Linked DNA regions of Capsicum annuum: region 2 is linked to region 1. A link is a contact called in public Hi-C data. All regions are on one chromosome and are shown on one strand. The core of a region is the stretch at or near the end of the contact, and the rest is flanking DNA. Distances in the headings are between cores, read along the strand shown.

What was found. A called contact is a pair of places that touch in the nucleus more often than the background predicts.
Region 2: a Hi-C map of leaf shows a contact between it and region 1, with 2.3 times the contacts expected there. The contact joins the enhancer-like site here to the promoter of LOC107863841 in region 1. A contact is called at or near these places in 3 of 5 Hi-C or Micro-C datasets (leaf and placenta).

Annotation. Positions count from the first base shown.
Region 1 is chr3:52,809,918-52,816,530 of UCD10Xv1.1, reverse strand. It overlaps LOC107863841 (protein SPIRRIG), which reads left to right and starts at 2,499. Exons shown (of 19, transcript XM_016710000.2): 1 at 2,499-3,182; 2 at 5,093-5,162; 3 at 5,258-5,343; 4 at 5,598-5,733; 5 at 5,835-5,891. The coding sequence starts at 3,025.
Region 2 is chr3:52,897,526-52,904,138 of UCD10Xv1.1, reverse strand. It overlaps LOC107863842 (NADH dehydrogenase [ubiquinone] flavoprotein 2, mitochondrial), which reads left to right. Exons shown (of 10, transcript XM_016710001.2): 8 at 2,969-3,046; 9 at 3,148-3,213; 10 at 3,299-3,614. The coding sequence ends at 3,415. Among protein-coding and RNA genes, the nearest start is that of LOC107863842, 11 kb to the left of the region's middle. Within about 2 kb of position 3,533, at least 2 of the 5 cell types and tissues checked have an H3K27ac peak or open chromatin away from gene starts, as enhancers often do. A contact at or near this core is called in leaf, where this site is marked.

The sequences.
Region 1 (6,613 bases), core at 1,250-3,749:
ACATTTTTACTTTATCTTTATCTTTATATGCGCTCACTAATTCAAATTTTTTAAAATACAAGTCACTTTATTCAAAATATTTTACTTAAATACCTAAATCTAATTTTTCAAATCCAATCATGTGTCAAACCTAAATAAGCAGGTACAAATTTTCATTAAATTCCACTAACATTTAATTTTTTCCAATCATGAAGGTGCATGAACGCCAAAGCAAGTGAAAGTACCATCATTATATCCAAACAATTCAAATCATACAGGCCATCTATAGTAGTAGCTATTAAAATCTCGCTATGGAGTAATAAATAGGATATATTTCTTTTCCTTCAATAGGTATTTTATGTAAGTTACTTTTTTCATTCTTGATAGGTGACTAGACAAAATCATTTAGTATATACAATATCTTCTATTCCCTCTTAAAAAATCTCAAAATTCATATGCACTCAATAGTCGTGGGAGTAGATCAAAATGCAGATAGAAAAACAAAATATGTCCAATGCAATTATAAGTTAATGTTGGCTTGTAAGAAGAGAGAGTTTAGGGAAGGTTTGGAAATCCCTTATAACCAAACTTGAATATAACGTATTGTAATTATATGATACATAATTAAAATAAGATCAATTACACTCTTCAATTTTCAAGAGGAAAAATTGCTTGCAATTACATGGTAATATATGGTATAAATTACAATTTTTTCTTTTCACTTTCAATTTGTATTCTTATTTTATTTTTAAAATTTATTTTTCTTTAATGAGCGATATCATTAAAGTTGAGTTTCGGCGTTGGATGAGGTTATATATAAATTTAACTTATATTGAGTAATATTAGAATTGATAGATTACTTTTTTATCAAACATTTGAACAATGATATGAAATCATGTCAGTAGATACTTACAATTATCTTGATCAAGCACAATTCATGACATTTTTGCAAAATATTCGATTAATTAGAATTTTATTAATTACTAGATTGTAAAAATACACTAAATTCAATTATGAGAGAAATTGATTAAAATAAGTTGTATATTTAATATGATGCTCACTGAACCACCATAATATATAACAAATCGAGTCTTATGTCGGTCATATAAAACACCAACACATAAAAAAAGGAATTCCCAAAGATATTATTTCAAAGACACAAGGCAAGACAACACATTGATGAATGATGATAATTGCTAATTGTTCTCTTTGAAATCTGTTATTGGTAGTATTATTCATTTCATGAGAATAATTAGGCAATCTTAGTACAGATAGTTAATTAGAGCTACGAGAACATACTTCCTCTCGGTTTATTTGACCCATATAATAAAAGTAAATATTTTAATTTATTTGTTCAATTTATAAAATTAAGAGAATTTTATTATATTTTTTTCTTTCTAGCCTTGGTATTAACTGACTACAGAAAGTAATAATAGCTAATTTTAGAGTTTCAGACATTATTAATAAGATTAATTTAGTAAAATACATTTTTAGTTTTTTTTTTTTTTAAATATATCAATTAAAATGAAACGAATGAAATACAGGAAGCATAGACAGAAAAATATTGAAAGCTAGCAATAATCAACTACTCTTCAATGCCAGCTTCCTAGTTCCTTCAGTTTGAAGCATCGACGAAGACCTAAAAAAGCAAAATGCACGCAGTCGAAGGGACAAAACCCATTTGCCAAAAGATGGAAAGAACAGAATAGAAAACAGTTTTCGACGTATATAATAAAATAATTATCGTATTATGTTTTATAATATTTTAAACCTTTTTTCAAAAATATTTGGTAACACTATATGAACAATATCACCACATATTCGAATTTTGTGACGTCCGAACAATTGTCCCTTGTTCTATTCCTCTTAATCATATCAAAATTATAATTTTAATAGAAACTGATCAAAATAGAATTATAGAAAGCGTGTAATTTTTTTTTATTATTCTAAGTTATTTCATCTAATGTACCTTATTCATATTTTATCACGATACTATTCTCATGGATCAAACTATTTTTTATTTTAATAATATTCTTATTTCTATTTGTTATTTTAGAAATCAAAACATAATTGCGTATATTTTTCTCATTTTATTCTAAGTACACTTTTTATTTATTGAAAAGAGATTATACTTTTCATTGATTAAATAGAGATCAAGAGAGATGATTAAAAAAAAATAAAAATATGATGATAAAAATACCTAATTTCTTGAGTTACATGCAAATTAAAAATATGCTGAGTACTTTGAAACGTAGCATTTTTTTTAAAATTTTTTTTTTGAACATAATACTCGTGGTACTCGCACCCCAATACGCTAAAATAAAAAGAGAGATACTGTATAATATATGCTTTTTAATTTTCAAAATTTAAAATGCAGGGGTAAGAGATGAGAGGCAGTCACGTCGGGGTTAATCATCTCATGAAGCCACGTGGAAAGCTAGTATACGTAGACCCCACCTCATGACGTGGTAAATAAAAAACAAGAAAAAAGAAGAGATTTATGAAAGAAGAGGGTTTAGAGTTTAGACTTTCAGATAGGGAGAAAACTCGAGAATATTAAGGAGCGATTAATGTTTAGTGATAGAGAGAGAAATTAAAAAGTGAAAAAGAGAGGAGCAGACTTTAGAGCGAGAAACAAGGCGCGGAGAGGCCGTCCGAAATCAAGCAAACAAAGAAGAAAGAGAAAGAAAAAGAAAACTCTCTGCCATTTTTCTTCTTTCCTTCTTCGTCTTCCTTTTCTTCCCCCTCTATTTCAGGACACAATTATCAAATATTTCCCAGGAAAAAAAAATATATATATACGTACATATTCAAAGCAGCAACAAGCTAGATCATATTCACTATAATTACAATTTAAATATTAAACTTGGTTAATTAATTAGATCTTGCTGCTTTGAATCAATTAATTGAATGTTATTTTTATTATTATCTCGATCACATTTGAGCTAAGGAGAGATCTATTATCTCCTAGAAGGTTCTGGATCTGTGGAACGACGAGGTGTTTGATGAGTATTGCAGGTTGAAGAAATCTGCTGAGGAAAAACGATGAAATGGGCAACATTGCTTAAAGACTTCAAAGAAAAAGTCGGTCTCGCTGCTCAATCTCCTTCTGCTGCATCGTCTCCTTCATCTTCTACCTCTTCGCCTTTTCGTGATACCAATGTTTCTTTTCCTATCCATGACTTCACCTACTCCCCTTCCAGGTTTGTCATCCTTCAATAATATTCGTGTTGTAATTTGTTAAATTATTCGTTTCTGTTTTTAATATTGTTGCGTATTTTGATTATTGGAGGAGTGCAATGATCTTTGTTCAGATGATGAATTACAAATGCATTTTGTTGAAATGAGCTTGTTAATGTTAACCTGTTAATGATCAGAATTATTTCCCATTGAATTTCATTTGTACTCCCTCCGTTTAATTTTACTTGGGCCCCTTACTAAAACTACTTGTTTCAATTTACTCGTCTAATTTGTGAAATCTAAAAGAGATTTACTATTGTTTTTCCCAATACTATCCCTATTATTCAATAACTTTATAAAGTATTAGTAGTCGAATTTAGATTTTCAAAGTATAATTAATAAGGTTAGTTTAGTAAAATAAACCCTTAATAAATGTTTTTTATAGGGGGAGTGCCAAGTTAAATGAAACAGAGGGAGTACTGAGGATAGTAACCATTTATCTGTATAGCCAAGCCCGACTAATTTGGATTGAGGTTTAGTTTTTCTTAAAAAGTAAGCCTGTTTCAGTTTGAGCAAAGGGTTCCGGGTGCTACATGAAGTTGCTGCTTGAAAGCTGTCTGGCTTGTTGCGAGTCATGTTTTGCTTATCTAGTGCACTTTATAATGCGATTCGCTTTGACAAAGGAGTTTTAACTGGAAAAATTTATCAATGAGTGATAAATGCGACATCTTTGTCTTTTTGCAAATCAAACAAACTACATCAAGTGCATGCAATTTGTGCAATCTTTAGTTCAATGACTTTTGTTCCATCAAAATTGTGGAAAGAATTGCTCTATGGAGACTGATAACAAAGGCCTAATGACTGTTCAGGCTCAATTGTTTAATTGTCCCTACCTTCTCTTGGCTTTTGATAAATCATTTAAATCTGCAAGAGTGCCAGAAAGTATCAGAGAGCTGCTTACAAAAGAGTGGATATTAAGATGAAATTGGTGTATGCCTTTTTTTCTTCACAAGTAAGGAAACACTGCTGTTGGCTTACCTTTGTTAATTGGAATGGAAAAAAGAAGAAGAAAGAAACTGGAATAGGAAAGATTTTCCTTAGAGCATTTTGTCTCTGTTGGCTTGCCTTTGTTAACTGGAATAGAAAAAAAAGAAAGAAACTGGAATAGGAAAGATTTTCCCTAGAGCATTTTTGTCTCTGTTGCTTACCAATTAATGGGAAGAAGTCTTAACTTACTAATAGGAAACATATGTGGCAAAATACCAGAACTTGCTTGATGGCAAAACTAAAGTGAATTGAGAGTTATTGTCCTTGCAACGTGAATTTGTAGTTGTCGCTGGATTTCTATTTTTTCCTGTATAGGCCTCGGTGAATCAAATGATTGTAGACACCAAGTGAAGCTGTAAAATTAAATTATTGACATTGTGGCCCGAATTATGGGTATGATGATATGGGGCATTTTTGAAGACCATTTTCTAAGTTTCAAGGGATTTGTAGTTGAATGGTTCCACCGTTGTGTCTTTCCTTGAATAGTGTTTTGTATATGAAGTGGTAATTGGACTTTTGTTTAGTGTTTGCCTGTTCTTAGTTGCACTACTGAGTGAAAAACTTGTATAATCACTATCACAGATAGTAAGTGTTGCAAATAACAAAGTACGTTAGTCCTATATCACTTCTATCTCCTTAGAGGTGGAATGATCTTTGCTGTAACTATCTTGTCACCACACCAATGGTTTTTTCCAGCTATATTGTGTTTAACCTGTTGTAAGTTGCTCCAATCATGTGGATTTTTTTATTAAAGAGATTTATGCTACGATCTTGCAGGTTAACTTGAAGTGATTTTTCGTGTGAAATAAGATCCGGTTGAATAATGTTTAAGGAGCTTAAGATCTAACCTTCCATTACACTTTTCTTGTTCTGTTATTTTAAGCAGTGACAAACATGAACTGGAGTTGGATTTTAAGAGATATTGGGAAGAGTTCCGCTCCTCAAGCTCGGAAAAGGTTATTTTCACACACACACACACATATATGAAACAAAGTAATGCCTACTCTATTCATCGAGGTTGTTGATTGGTCATTTGTTTTCTTTGTTTCAGGAGAAGGAAAAGGCCTTGAACTTGACTGTTGATGTTTTCTGTAGATTAGTGAAGCAACAGGCAAATGTAGCACTGTTGATTACTATGTATGAAAACTGTATTTATAGCTGTTTGTGCAATTTGTTTTTGACTTCCATTCCATTCTATGCACCTCAATCAGCACAGCTGTCAATATCTCTCTTTCTCCTACATTGGAAAAAAATGAAATTAAAGCTGCCCATGGTTAAGTTATTATTTAGTCTAACACAGTCAAATGCACTGAGACAGTGATGATTTTATTTTATGCTTTATTTTGCTGTCAGCATATGGTTCTTAACCTGTGCTTTGTTCCTTTTTACAGGTTAGTAGAGACACACATATTTTCCTTTGTTGTTGGAAGAGCTTTTGTAACAGATATTGAAAAGTTGAAACTTAGTAGCAAAATAAGATCTTTGGAAGTCGAAAGAGTGTTAAACTTTTTCTCTGAAGTCACCAAGGTGGTTTACTTTCTGTTAATATCTGAAATTCATGTTCCCTTCTGAACCCATTCCTAGTTTAATTTATTTATCCATGGATGTATGTTTTTATTATAAAGCAGGATGGCATCCGGCCTGGTGCAAATCTGTTGTATGCGATAGAGGTCCTTGTCTCTGGTGTATGTCCTCTAGACTCTTGAGTTCTTAATATTTTGATTACTCTCTTAGTTCATGCTAATGAATTTTCATAGTATTCTGACTTCAGGTAATTTGATTCATTAAATGTCATTGGCATATGTTAAATATTTTCATCAAATTGGCATATCTTAAATGTAGATATATGCTTTTATCAAGGTAGTAAATTTGTGACTCAATATTGCAGTCTAAATTTCAGTCGTATATGGATTATGTTACTCGGATTCTTCAAAATCCTTCCACGCCCATGTCGACACAACATGGGTGTGGGTTGTGAGATACACAATGGTTTTGGTCAACTTACCTTGAGTGCTTTGACTACGTATATGATCGAGAAGTATAGATTGATTGGGTATGTGGTTTGATTTTTGGGTTTGTCATATATATGTATATACAAGATGTCTTATGGAATTCTGTTTAGATATTTATAAATAATTTTAACTCTATTAGTTTAAATTCTATAGCTTTAATTAATCTAGATATATACTTTATATGTCGTAATATACATTTATTGGCTATATTTGAGAACCTGTATCTGCACTCGGATCCATACCCCTGAATCATTATGTTAATGTGATGAACCTTTAGATCCACACCCGAGTATGAGCAACTTAGGGATGGAGTGCTGAGTTAGGTTCATGAGAGGATAGACAAGAAACTTAGTTCTTTGATGTAAATCAAACTTCCCCAATTGTAACAAGTATAT
Region 2 (6,613 bases), core at 2,284-4,783, 87 kb before region 1:
TAACTACTGACTACTACCCACCCACCCACATGAACTAACCGTCTAACCTAATTCGTGTCCTCCATGCCTTCCTATCTAGGGTCATGTCCTCAATAAGCTGTAACTGCTCCATGTCACGTCTAATCACCTCCTCTCCAGTATTTCTTCGGCCTACCCCTACCCCGCCTGAAACCATCCAAAGTTAGCCTCTCACACCTACGAACTGGGGCATCCGTGCCCCTCCTCATCACATGTCCGAACCATCTCAACCGAACTTCCCGTATCTTGTCCTCCACCGAAGTCACTCCCACCTTCTCCCGGATTCCTAACCCTCATTCCTAACCCTATCACCTCTAGTAGGCCCACACATTCAACGCAACATCCGCATTTCCGCCATCTTCAATTTTTGAATGTGGGAGTTCTTGACTGGCCAACACTTCGCTCCATACAGCATGGTCGGACAGACTTCCACTTTGTAGAATTTGTCTTTAAGCTTGGGTTGCACCTTCCTATCACACAACACTCCCCAGGCGAGCCTCCACTTCATCCATCTTGCCCCAATACGATAGGAGACATCCTCATCACTCTCTCCATTCCCCTGTATCATGGACCCGAGATACTTAAAATTATCCCTCTTACAAACAATCTGGGAATCCAACCTTACTACCAGCTCGTTCTCTTGTCTCAAGTCATTAAACTTGCATTCCATATACTCTGTCTTGCTCCTACTCAACCTGAACCCTTTAGACTCAAAGGGTTTGCCTTCAAACCTCCAATTAATCATTCACACCCCCACGTGTCTCATCAATCAAAACTACCAAAGAATCACTAAATTCAAAAATGTATAGAGTGTCAAGAGTGGAAAAGACAGGACATCAACGATACTTACTACTTTTCCAGCATCAACTACATTCATGCAATTACTAGCTTTAATCAACTCATCACAAATGCTCCAAGTTTTTAACTTAAGCATGCTTAATGAACCATGTCTACCGAGGATGAAGAGGTTCAAAAGGTCTTGGCATACCAGGCTTAATTTCATCATGTGCTGAACGATAAGGCCGCTTGTTAACATAGTTATCCTGCAGAGGTCTTGGGATCTGAAATGTAAACTGGGGCATACTTACACCTTGTGCTACGTACTCTGGGTGTTCCTACAAGTAATTAAATAGACTACAAGTTTTTTTTTTTTTCAGGGAAATGACCCACTTTAGAAAATTTAAATTTATTTGTAATTTAAAATTTATTTACAAGTTTTAAAAGTTACAAATTAGTCCACAAATCACAGTATTTAAGCAAAACCCCTCCTACTAAAATCTTTTACATATTTTATAAATTAGCCCAAAACGTGATTTGTGATGGATAGATCTATTATTGATCTGATCGATGTATCGACAGATCGATTATCGATCCGACAGATCAGTTATCGATCTGACCGATATATGGACAGATTGATTATCGATCCGGCAGATCGATTACCGATCCGAGCAATATATGGAAAGATTGATTATCGATCCGATCGATATATGGACAAATCGATTATTCATCCTACCGATTACATATGTATACACAAACCTTTTTCCTTTTGAAAAAATAGACTAAAATTAAAAGAGAGTAGAAAACTTACACATTTGGGAGGAGACAAAACATTTGGAAATAAAATACTAGCTTCAAAAAGGAGAAAGTTGAAAAAACAATGAGTGTTTGGTAAGAATGGAGGAGAAAAAAGTAAAGATAGAAATGAAAAAGTAATTTGAAATTGAAAAAATGGGTTAGGGTTTTATGTTTTAAGTATATTTGTAAATAGCTCACATAGTTTTTAATATGTTATTATGGTTCAATTCTTCCTTAAAGTTGGTTTTTTATTTTGTTTTAAAATGAGAAAATGAAAGTAGGCCATTTTGCTAATTGGAAACTTGAACAGGCCTATTAGCCAAATTTTCTCTTTCTAAATTGGTGCTGACAAATAACCAATTCATAAACTTAAAATACTAGGATTTTCGTGTGGCAGGGTTTGAAAGTCCCTAACCTACACATCACAAGCTGCAGTTTTACTTCTACACCAAAGCCTTGGAGGCTAAATCTGACTAGATTAAGAGCCTGTTTGGATGGGCTTATACCTTATGGCTTATAAGCCAAAAGCCATAAGTTAGGATTTCTCACTTGTAGTTTGGCTTGTTATTTTGGCTTTAAAACAAGTGCTGAAAAGCATTTTTTACTTTTATTTTACTCAAAACACCACAAAACTGCTTAAAAGTTGTTTTGGCTTAAAACCATCTAAAATAATCTAATCCAAACAGGCAATAAGTCTGTTACATGTCAGAATGTCATTGTTGCCAATGCATAGAGGTCTGTCCAGCGGACCATGTTGAGATCTTAATTGGGTAGCTGAAGGGGGAGCTTGCTATTTGTTTGGAACCCTGAGAAAGTCGTGAAAATCATAAAGATATATGACACTCGAAGAAAAAGCATGGTAGGAAAGAAGAGATTGTTTTTGCCTCTATTTTTTGCTGACTTTTAATCTAGAAACCTGTTTTACTCTAGCTTAGGTCCTCTGAACCAATCTTGGTGAGGCATAAAATATGATTCTGGAATTGAAACAGTGAAACCTACTGTTAATGACAAGTTATGCTTGCCCATCAGAAGACAATTTTCACTAGTTATTTTCAATATGCTTAAAATTAATAATTCAATGGAGGTATAGTACAGAGAGCATGAAAAAGGATTAAAAAAAATTATAATTGCTGTTCAGATCCTGTGGAGATTTGTTCTCTATATGAGTGTGAGGATTTAACAGTTAGGCTTTAGCTATTATTGTTGTTAAATTACTGTGACATCCATCTTACTTCCATGCATTGGAGGCTCTTCAGCAAGAACCACTGATTACGTCATTAGGTGCTTATATTTGTTCCAGAATGTTGAACACCATTCGAGTCATAGCCTATTTAATATACAGCTATTTCAATATGACACCTCATTTTTGTGACAGGGGTGCTGTGTAAACGCTCCAATGATGACGGTGGCTGACTATTCCAATGGATCTGAAGGATATACTTACGATTATTATGTGAGTTAATACTTTAATCCTGTTTTGATCGCTAGATCTTCAATCTTGTAGTAATAAGTTTAGTATTTGGTGCTCAATCGCTCTCCCCTTCCTTTCTGCAGGAGGATATCACTCCAAAGAGAGCTGTAGAGATTGTTGAGGCATTCAGGAAAGGTGAAAAACCACTGGTAAGATCACCAAGTTGCATAGACTAATTTTATCATGCATAATAATATTACTTCATTGTTGATTGGCATGCTTTTTATGTTTCAGCGTGGCACTCAGAACCCAGGTCGTATCAATTGTGGACCAGAAGGAGGAAATACTACATTATTAGGTGAGCCTAAGGCTCCTCCTTGCCGGGATCTAGATGCTTGCTCTGCTGAATAAATTTGTTCTTGTTGTTCAGTTCTTAATAATGTAAAACAATGGATGGGGAGAGGCACCCATGCAGTAAATTACCTACTGCATTGAGTTTTAAAGATTGTTTTCTGTCAGTATGATTACAGGCGGAGGTGATTCGCGTTTATTTTTGTCTGTTAACTTGTACCAGATCTAGTGAGAATGCTTGTTTTGGGTCAGGATGCCATATTTTGCCTAAAATTAGTTTAGTACAGATTGGCTAGTATACAATTAGGAAGGTTGAATTTTAAGAAGTCAGTTGCTTTCCAATCATTACACTCTAATGCGGAAGTGAACTTGGAGCAATGGCAATGTTTTTCGGCGTTTTGGATATGAAAAGAGATTTTCTACTGAATAAATAAATTCAAATTGAAATTCCAAGCTAAATTTTCTTATTTTCCATTTCACTTTTGACTATATTTAGATTTTATGTAGTTGTTTTACTTTGAAAAATTGGAGACGAAGTTGCTATTCTGATTCTTTGTTATTGTGTTTCCGCTTTTGCTCGTTGGTCAAAAGGCGGGGGCGGGCATGCTTAAGCTTCATGGATCTTTAATTTTTAAATTTATACTTTAATAAAATAGTATGACAACACAAAAAAAATAGTAAGTACATTGAAAGTTCAATAAAATTAAACAAACTTGTATAAACAATTGACATGTGTGTTAGCTATTTTTGAAACTCGTATAAACAAATGACAAGTAACTATTTTTTAAATATTACTAGCATATTTTTACGAGTATAAACAATTTACTACTAGTGTAAGAGTTACAATTAAGTGTTAGCTATTTTTGAAATTTTGACCCTTTTTTCATTTTATTCCTAGTACTAATTATTTTTGAGAAAAATAACCATCGATTGATTAGGATGAAAAGCCTAAATATAAAGAGTACAAACAAATAATATTATGATTGTTTAGATTGGCTCAATTTTATAAATATTTACTCCCTCCATCTCATTTTATGTAAAACATTTTACTTTTTAGTTCTTCTAAAAAAGTGTTAATTTGCTATATATTAAAAAAAATGAACTTTATAATTCTTTTTTTATCCTTAATAAAATGATTTGCAACCATACAAATGTTCAAGGATTATTTTTACACGAGGAAATTACACTGGATGGGCTACATAGTGGGCGACTTTGTGTTTTTGTCCCTCATACGAAAAGTCATTACAGATTAACCTTCCTTCCTTTTTATATATAGAAAATGTATATTTTTGTCCCTCTATATCTCAAATATCTTTATTCCTTTCATGTTCATTTGTCTCTCAATTTTATTTTATTTTACTGGTTCTTGATTTTTATTTTTTCTTTTATCTTTTTTTCTTCCTTATTTTAATTCATTTGTCTCAATCTTTATTTTTCTTTTATGTTTCGTTTTTTCTTCTTCTTTTTTCTTAATTTCTCAAACATTATTTATTTTTCATTTCTCTTTTCTTAATTCATTTGTCCAACCTTATTTTTCTTTTTTCTTTTTTCGTTTCTAATTTTTTTCATTTTTATATGGTGGATAAGATAGGCATAACCAAAACTCTGCCTAAATTCTAAAACTGTTGAGAACAGGCTTTCTAAGGAAAACTCGAGACTCTTTAGAATTGTAAATTTCTAGTTACCACACGCATTTGGTGTGCTTGACTTTCTTCAAAATTCTTTTTTAACCAAGTCTTCAAATGACACTGTTTGGGGTATTCTAATTGAACAATGATGTATTAGCTGTTAATACATAATTAACTAAATCAAAGTGTTCCCAATCTTTCTTATTTAGACTTTTTGTTCAACGGCTGAATCCAAAGGCGTATAGAGCGCAACCCTTATCGCAAATCCGAATAGCATTATAGAAAGCAAGGTTCAGAAATCAGTCAACGAAGTTCTTCACTTCATTTCTTTCTCTTTTTCCAGTTCCATGGCGAACGAGCCGTGAGCGAACGAAATCCCTGTATTCAATAAAAGAGGATCGAGTATGAGCCGTCGAGCGAACAAAGTATGTGATCAAAGGCACATACATGAAACTTAGAGATCCTGTTTTATTTTAATTTTAGTTTCTGCGCTTTCTTTTTCTAAACTTTTATTTTTTCTTTTTTTAAATTCTTTTTTTCTTTTTTCTTTTTTCTTTTTTCTTTTTTCTTTTTTCTTTTTTCTTTTTTCTTTTCTCTTAATCTTTATTTTTTTCTTTTTTCTCGATCTTTATTTTCTTTTCCTTCTCTTTTTCCTTTTTCTCAACTTCTATTATGTTTTGCTAATGAACAGAAAGTTGAATATTCCGCAAAAAGAATCTTTTTCTTTGACATCAAAATAAACTTAAGGGCGTGACTTGTCATTTGGAAGTCCTTTGGGATAAGTCTTGTCTAGATATAAGGCACAATATGGTAGTGTCAAGTCTTGCTCGTAGGGCATAACTTGTTGTTTGAAAATCCTCAAACTAAGTCTTGCCTCTAAGGCAAGAGTTATAGAGTATCTCATAAATTAAGACATAATAAAGTAGTGTTAATTCTTGCCCATAGGGGAGAAACTTATTTTTTGGGAGGGTCTTGGGCTAAGTCTAGTTTTAGAGGCAAGACTTATAAAGCATCTCATAAATCAAGACACAATGTGGTAGTGTCAACTTTTGGCCATGGGGCCATAACTTCTTCTTTGAAAGTCTTTGGTTTAAGTCTTATCTCTAGGGGAAGAGTTATAGAACATCTCATAAATCAAGTCAAAATGTGATAGTTTCAACTCTTATATATGGGGCGTAACTTCTTGTTTGAAAGTCCTTGGGCTAAGTCTTGCCTCTAGGGCTAGAGTGATAGAACATCTCATAAATCAAGACACAATGTGGTAGTGCCAACTCTTGCCCATGGGGTAACTTGTTGTTTGAAAGTCCTCGGATTAAGTCTTATCTTTAAGGCAAGAGTTATAAAACATCTCATAAATCAAGACACAATGTGGTAATTTCAACTCTTGCCCATGGAGCGTAACTTGATGTTTGAATCTTTGGGCTAAGTCTTGCTTCTAAAGCAAGAGTTGTAGAGCATTTCGTATATCAAGACACAATGTGATAGTGTCAACCCTTACCCATGGGGCGTAACTTATTGTTTGAAAGTTATTGGGCTAAGTCTTACCTCTAAAGCAAGAGTTATAGAACATCTCACAAATTAAGACTCAATGTGGTAGTATCAACTTTTGCCCATGTGGAATAACTTGCCT